Regions from separate parts of the Zea mays genome. Here region 2 is linked to region 1. A link is a contact called in public Hi-C data. All regions are on one chromosome and are shown on one strand. Each heading gives the region's core, a stretch centred on a gene start, on an enhancer-like site or on the middle of the called end of the contact. The rest is flanking DNA. Distances are from core to core; before and after follow the strand shown. Region 1 has its middle 4.9 kb from the start of LOC103643939. Region 2 holds the start of LOC103643942 (SCARECROW-LIKE protein 7).

The links. Hi-C and Micro-C count contacts between places; a contact is called where the count stands out from the background.
Region 2: a Hi-C map of ear shows a contact between it and region 1, with 2.3 times the contacts expected there. The contact joins the promoter of LOC103643942 here to the enhancer-like site in region 1. A contact is called at or near these places in 3 of 25 Hi-C or Micro-C datasets (ear, leaf and tassel).

What each region holds. Positions count from the first base shown.
Region 1 is chr1:276,947,616-276,951,164 of Zm-B73-REFERENCE-NAM-5.0, forward strand. No RefSeq gene overlaps it. Among protein-coding and RNA genes, the nearest start is that of LOC103643939, 4.9 kb to the right of the region's middle. Within about 2 kb of position 1,611, at least 20 of the 20 cell types and tissues checked have an H3K27ac peak or open chromatin away from gene starts, as enhancers often do. A contact at or near this core is called in ear, leaf and tassel, where this site is marked.
Region 2 is chr1:277,026,486-277,030,034 of Zm-B73-REFERENCE-NAM-5.0, forward strand. It overlaps LOC103643942 (SCARECROW-LIKE protein 7), which reads left to right and starts at 1,756. Exons shown (of 1, transcript XM_008667112.4): 1 at 1,756-3,549. The coding sequence starts at 2,080.

The sequences.
Region 1 (3,549 bases), core at 361-2,860:
AAAAAAAGTTTGAAGGAGATGACATTTTATTCAAGCAGGAATGGATAGTACATGTTGCTTTATATGGTGCGAAGCCTTTAGGAACAATCTCCCTTTGAAATTGCTTAACACACTATTTTTTGGATGAACCTGATAATATTGATTGGAAGTGGGGGTAAAGAGAAGGTTTTCACTGTCAAATCTATTTACACTCACATTTTTAATCATAACCATAACATGGTACACACATGAATCATGTATGGAAAGCAAAATTAACCCCTCCCCCCCCCCCCCCCCCCCCCCCCAAAAAAAAGTGTTTATGTGGTTTTTAGAAAACAAGGTGCTTCTAACTAAAGACAGGATGGTTAAGAAGGATTGGATTGGAGGTTTATCATGTTGCTTTTGTAGCCAACCTGAATCGATTGGTCATCTCGATGGTTAAGAAGGATTGGATTGGAGATTTATCATGTTGCTTTTGTAGCCAACCTGAATCGATTGGTCATCTCTTTTATATCTGCTCTGTAGATAGGGTGATTTGGGGGATTGTGGTAAGTTTTTTAATACATGTTTGGTTCCTGATAATCCGAGCCAACATTGGAAGTGGTTGGACAAATATGTTGTTGACTTGAAAAAATTTACACTGTGCCTGTCTCAGCTATTTGCTGGGCCATCTGGAAATCGAGAAATAAAATGTGCTTTGAAAGGATTTTAAACAAATCCCCTAAAGAAATCATATGTCATGCTTGTGCTCTGATGATTTTTTTTGGGGGGGGGGGGGGGGGGGGGGGGGGCATGTTTAAGCAAAAAGAGCTCCAAGACTTAATTAAAGTGGGTGCTAAACTCCTTGTTAGGGCAGCAAGTGTCAAGTTAGATGCTCCTGATGACAACCAGAAGGTTGAAGATTTTGAAGAGGATGAAGAAGAGTGACGCGATCCGGTGTAAAGTCGCAAGGCTTGCAAGTGTTTTGGTTGTTTTCTAGGAACCTGTTTGTGTGATGTTAGGGTATCTGCTTTAGTTTTTCGTTGCTATGAGAATGTTGGCCCCTACGTGGGTGTTATCTGTATGTCGTGGATCTGCAGTTCGCCTCCTTGGTGATGCAATTATCCTGCAAACTTGGAAGCGTTCGTGAGAGTATCGTCTCTAAGTCAGGGTCGTGCTCAGTGCTCTCTATTAAAACGCTATGTTGCTGGTTGCGGACGATGCCCTCAGTCTCAGATTGCCCCATGTGGTCTGTCTGTTACCTTTGAATTCGGATGCACTTCTGTTATGAAAATACTAAAAATGGAGAATCCTTTGATAAAAAAATACCGCAACTTGCTTATGTCAATTTCTAAAATCCAGAGAACTTATTGTCTCCTTAAAATCTCATCGTAAGAATCTCATCGTAAGGGATAGTTTAGAAACTTTAATTTTTCAAAGAATTTCTATTTTTCCAAAGAAAAGATAAATTAATTTCTATTTAAAAAATAAAAATTCTTTTGAGAAAATAAGGTTTCTAAACTGGCCCTATAACTCGCAATTACCCGCAAGACGAACGAAACAGCGAATATGCGTGTGATGTACTGGAGTACTGGTGGATGTCGATGTGATCGATTCGACCTGGGCTGGCTATTGGGCCTACGGCCTAATGAACGCTGTGCTTGTATTTCCGGGGGCCTGGATCGTCGCTGATGGACTGGGGCCTGATGGGTCCAATTGTAGCATAATCTGCGATACTGCTAAACTAAAACTGCACACGTCTACACTCTACACCTGATCAGTGACCATATTATTCGATCAAATTATTATATGCGAGATTTGAGTGTATATAAGACGACAAATAGGTAACCAAGAGTAAGAACGATGGATGCGACGACTAATCACTTGGTCGACTACCGCCTAACAGACGGATTAGCAACAACTTAGAGTTGCATGATTTCCGGATTTCGGGTCGGGTAACCACAGCTGCGTGCACGAAAGATATATCCAGATGATAGATCACTGGACCGGGGCTGTAGTACTAGCTAATCTCTCGACATAAGCGATGCAGTGCGCCAAGCAACGTGCCAACATCTGATGACGCACCCTTGAGAAACATCAGACATCCCGAGCCCGATCTCGTCAAGTTGCGTTGTTGTCAATGTCAACTGCCCGGCCAACACCGCAGCTAGCAGCTCCCGGTGCCAGTTTTCAGACAGCACACATCAGTCCGCCGTCGGACGCCACCCAAAATCTACGCGGCGGCTCCGCAGCTTTCGGCCCGGAGCGCGACCAAAACAGGCACCGCCCGCCCGCCCGCCTTTGCCGATCGCGAGCCAGCTGCACGACGGCGACATTTTGTCACGCCGTCGTCTGGTCGCTGGAGACCAGCTACTAGTTAATAAAGCGCGTTCAAGCCAGTGGTGAGTGGCGCGGCGCACGTCCCGGACAGGGACGCGCGCGATCGAGCTAGTCTAGTCAGCTAGAGGTCTGACCGGCGACCGCTGTGCGCGCGCGGGGGGGCGGGCGGTCGACGGCGCGCGCCAGTCGGGTTGGTTGGTGACGGCGGCAGGGCCTGGCGCCCTGGCGCGAGCGCGGTGGGCGTCGGCGACGGCGATGGCGATGTCCGCACTCGCGGGCACTCCTCGCTGGCTCGTCACTTGGTGTGAAAGGCGGCGCTTGACCGCGCGGCGTTTTCGGGGCTTTCAGTTGCTGGATTTGCCTCCGTCTTTGGAACTTGGCGCCCGTTGGTGCGGTCACTTTTCGTATTTTCTTTGGCGCTTTCTATCTCACCACGAATTCACGAAAGGCTGTAAATAATGTGAGTCATTGCGAGTCACGAACCCTGATAGGCCAATAAAAACGAAAGGCCACTCATGCCCATCCCAAGGCTAGCTCGTTCACGATTGAAACCTGGTTCACAATTGAAACCTGGTAGTAGGAAAACCACAAACCGACAGAGAGAAAAGTTTTTAAACCCAACTGAAACCTGAGTGCAGTGGAACCTGTGAGGTCGGTACGGTAGAGACCAAATCATGGTTCCCCTTCGTTTTTCCCCAACTCATATACGTCCAGAGAGCGCATCGCACGCTTCCCCAGCGTCAGGCTCGAGATTCACGTCCCGACACCGCCATTGCTTATTACAAATATCTACTAGTACTGTTGACCGGGGATTGGTGTTCAGCGTAGGCACAAACATTTTCAGACCGGCGCACGTGTAGAGACGATTAGGTTACGAGGGCGCGCAATAGTTTATGGTAATAAGCGAGATCTATATATAGCCCATGCATGGTGCGTGGTTAGATAAGGGCCAGCAGCCGGCGCACTCATTCGCGTGCCGGAAAAAGGAACGGGAAAAAGGAGCCGACAGGTCTCGAGACAAGGGAAACGAGAATTTTTACCCGTCGCCCCGAGGCTGACGTCGCCGGCGGGGCCGCTTCGAGCGCCCCACCCCCACGGGCGCCCAGCGCTAGGCCGCTAGCGGCGCTCGCTTTGGAGACCCTGCGCATTCGTGCGTCCCACCGGAGCCGGCCGGCGGGGCACGGGACCTGTCCTGTCCTGCCTTTCCCACCAGTGGCGGACCCAGCCCAAATATTGAGTGGGGACCAAAAT
Region 2 (3,549 bases), core at 506-3,005, 79 kb after region 1:
ATGATGAATAGTGTCGGTGAATAGTAACGATTGTGAATAGTGTCTATGAATAGTAACGATGATGAATAGCAACTGTGAATAGTGATGGTGAATAGTCATATGAACGAACGATAAACGATGAATAGTGACGATGAACGAACGATAAACGGTGAATAGGAACTATGAACGAACGATCGAATGATCGGACGAACGAACGATCAGAATTTCAGCAGCATAATGGCAGGACAAAGATTATCTGGAAGAACGATGAATAGAGACTATGAACGAACGATGAACGATGAATAGGAACTATGAACGAACGATGAACGATCGAATAGGAACTATGAACGAACGGACGAACGATCAAATGATCGGACGAACGAACGATCGGAATTTCGGCAGCATAACAGCAGGAAAAAAAGATGATTTGGACGAACGATCGAACGATCGGACGAACGAACCATGAACGATCGGACGAACGATCGAACGATTAGACGAACGAACGAACAAACTAAGAATAGAGGGACGAACGATCGAAGAACGACCGAACGATCCTTATGCTAGTGTGTGCTTGTGTGGGAGATGGAGTGGGCGTGTGTGGGGGTGGGGGGGGGAGAGTTGCCATGAAATGGCTTGGGGTGGGATGAGAGGAGGCCCTTGCCCCTCTATTTATAGCCATGGTGGGGGATTAGGGAGAGGGATGAGAGGATTAGTGGGAGAATGAGAGAATTAGTGGGAGGTTAGCATGTATTTGTCTTGTATGAGTGTAATTAGCTTGTAGAGCTCACCGTATGACACTGGAGGCATACGTATACGTATGAGCATGAGGAAAGTTACGAAGAAAATATTTATAGGGACTTGAAAAATGATTCTGAAGGTATTTCTCAAGAGGAAAAATACTTGGAGATATATCGGTGGAATATTTGGACAGTATTTCTAGGAATAACTTGAAGGGGATCACTAGGGAAATATCTGGGCAGTATTTCTGGAAACAATTTGAGGGGATCACTGGGGAAATATTTGTAGGATATTTTGAGGAGAATTTTAGAGAGAATATAGACCACTATATTATATTTGTTGATATCAACTCGCAAACAAACATTTTGAAATGAAATTTGAAATTCATTTTGAATTTAGAGCGAGTTTGAGAAAAATTCAAGGTTTGCAAGAACCGAACCTCGGTAAAGCAAATCACCGTGTCATCCGCTTTCATTTGCTTGTGATTTGTTTTCACTCTCTCTTTCGGACTCGACTTTATTTCTAACGCTAACCCTGACTTATAGATTGTACTTAAAGTTTATAAATTTCAGATTTGTCTATTCACCCCCTGTAGGCGACTTTCACTCCCAAACAAGCTGGCGCAAGTGGAGGCAGGTGGACTTAATAAGGAAGAAATTGTATATGTAATTATGTACTTCAAGACTACATTGAAAGGACGCAAGGACTACCCAACAAGAACAAATCAAGGGGAAGAACTTGTTTCTTAAACCAAACATGGTAATTTTAATACCGCAACTAATTGTTAGCTACCTCAGAACTGATAATTAATTCATTAGCTTGTGTAACCTAGCTAATAATTTATTAGCTGGTTAATTATTAACTATAGATGTTTCGTTTCTTATAAAAAATCATTTCAAAGGCTCCGGATTATACAATCTCTGATCGGCGCACTCGCACCCGCACCTGATCGGCGCAGTTGAAGGACAGCCGCACCTCCCTCATCACTGGCTCTCATTTTACCGTTGAGGCCTGGTGACCACCAAAGTGGACATACATACAGTCCACTCTACGCACGCAGGCAGGGAGGGCAGGGGCTACTAACTCTAGGATTCTGTTCGCCGGAGGACAGTCCCGTAATTGCGCTCCGCATAATGCCTGCGAGTGTGCCACTGCCACTACAGTGCCCGCGCCACTGTTTTAAATCCCCTGCCGCCGCTCAACCCCGCCGTCCCCCCTCTCCGGCTCTCCGCGACGAGATCCTCTGCACCGGCTCTCCCCCATTCCATCCATTCTCCCAAAACAGCACTTTCGAATTCCACGGCCGCGCCGCTCCCCACCCACCATTCTGCGATTCTCCCACTGGAAACGGAGGGGAGCGCCATGGCGTACATGTGCGCGGACAGCGGCAACCTCATGGCCATCGCGCAGCAGGTGATTCAGCAGCAGCAGCAGCAACAGCAGCACCAGAGGCACCACCACCACCTGCCGCCGCTCCCGCTCCCGCTCCCGCCGCGCCAGGCGCCGCCGATGCCGCCGGCCCCGGCCCCGGCTTCCCCGCACGGCCAGATCCCGGCGGCATCCCTACCGTACGGCGGCGGCGCGTGGTCCCAGGCGGACCATTTCTTCCCTGACGCCTTCGTCGGAACGTCCCCGGCCGACGCGGTGTTCCCGGACCTCTCCGCCGCCGCGGACTTCGACTCCGATGTGTGGATGGACAGCCTCATCGGGGACGCACCGGTCTTCGCGGACTCCGACCTCGAGCGCCTCATCTTCACCACCCCGCCGCCGCCCGTCGACGCGGCGGCCCAGCCCGAGTCCGCCACTCGCGCGTCGCTTCCCCAGCCTGCCGCCGTCGCAACGGCGGCAGCGTGTTCCTCTCCGAGCTCCTTGGACGCCTCCTGCTCCGCGCCCATCCTCCAGTCCCTCCTCGCCTGCTCCCGTACAGCGGCCGCTGACCCAGGGCTCGCGGCCGTAGAGCTCGTCAAGGTGCGTGCTGCCGCCTCCGAAGATGGGGACCCCGCGGAGCGCGTGGCGTTCTACTTCGGGGACGCGCTGGCGCGCCGCCTGGCCTGCGGCGGCGGGGCGCAAGCGCAACCCTTGACGGCGGTGGACGCGCGCTTCGCCACCGACGAGCTCACGCTCTGCTACAAGACACTCAATGACGCCTGCCCCTACTCCAAGTTCGCGCACCTGACCGCCAACCAGGCCATCCTGGAGGCTACGGGCACGGCGACCAAGATCCATATCGTTGACTTCGGGATCGTGCAGGGTATCCAATGGGCGGCGCTGCTCCAGGCGCTCGCCACTCGCCCAGGGGAGAAGCCGTCCCGAGTGCGTATCTCCGGTTTACCCTCGCCGTACTTGGGGCCAAAGCCAGCGACGTCCCTCGCCGCAACCAGTGCCCGTCTCCGCGACTTCGCAAAGCTTCTCGGGGTGGAGTTCGAGTTTGTCCCATTGCTGCGGTCAGTGCACGAGCTGGATCGGTCGGATTTCTTGGTTGAGCCTGACGAGACTGTAGCCGTCAATTTCATGCTCCAGTTGTACCACCTTCTTGGCGACTCCGATGAGCCCGTGCGGCGAGTCCTCCGGCTGGTTAAGTCACTCGATCCATCAGTCGTCACCCTTGGCGAGTATGAGGTCAGTCTGAACCGAGCTGGGTTCGTCGACCGGTTTTCCAATGCACTGTTGTATTACAAGCCAGTGTTCGAGTCACTTGATGTGGCGATGCCACGGGACTCACCGGAGAGGGTGAGGGTGGAGCGATGCATGTTTGGGGAGCGCATTAGAAGGGCCATTGGGCCAGAGGAAGGCGCTGAGAGGACCGATAGGATGGCGGCTAGTAGGGAGTGG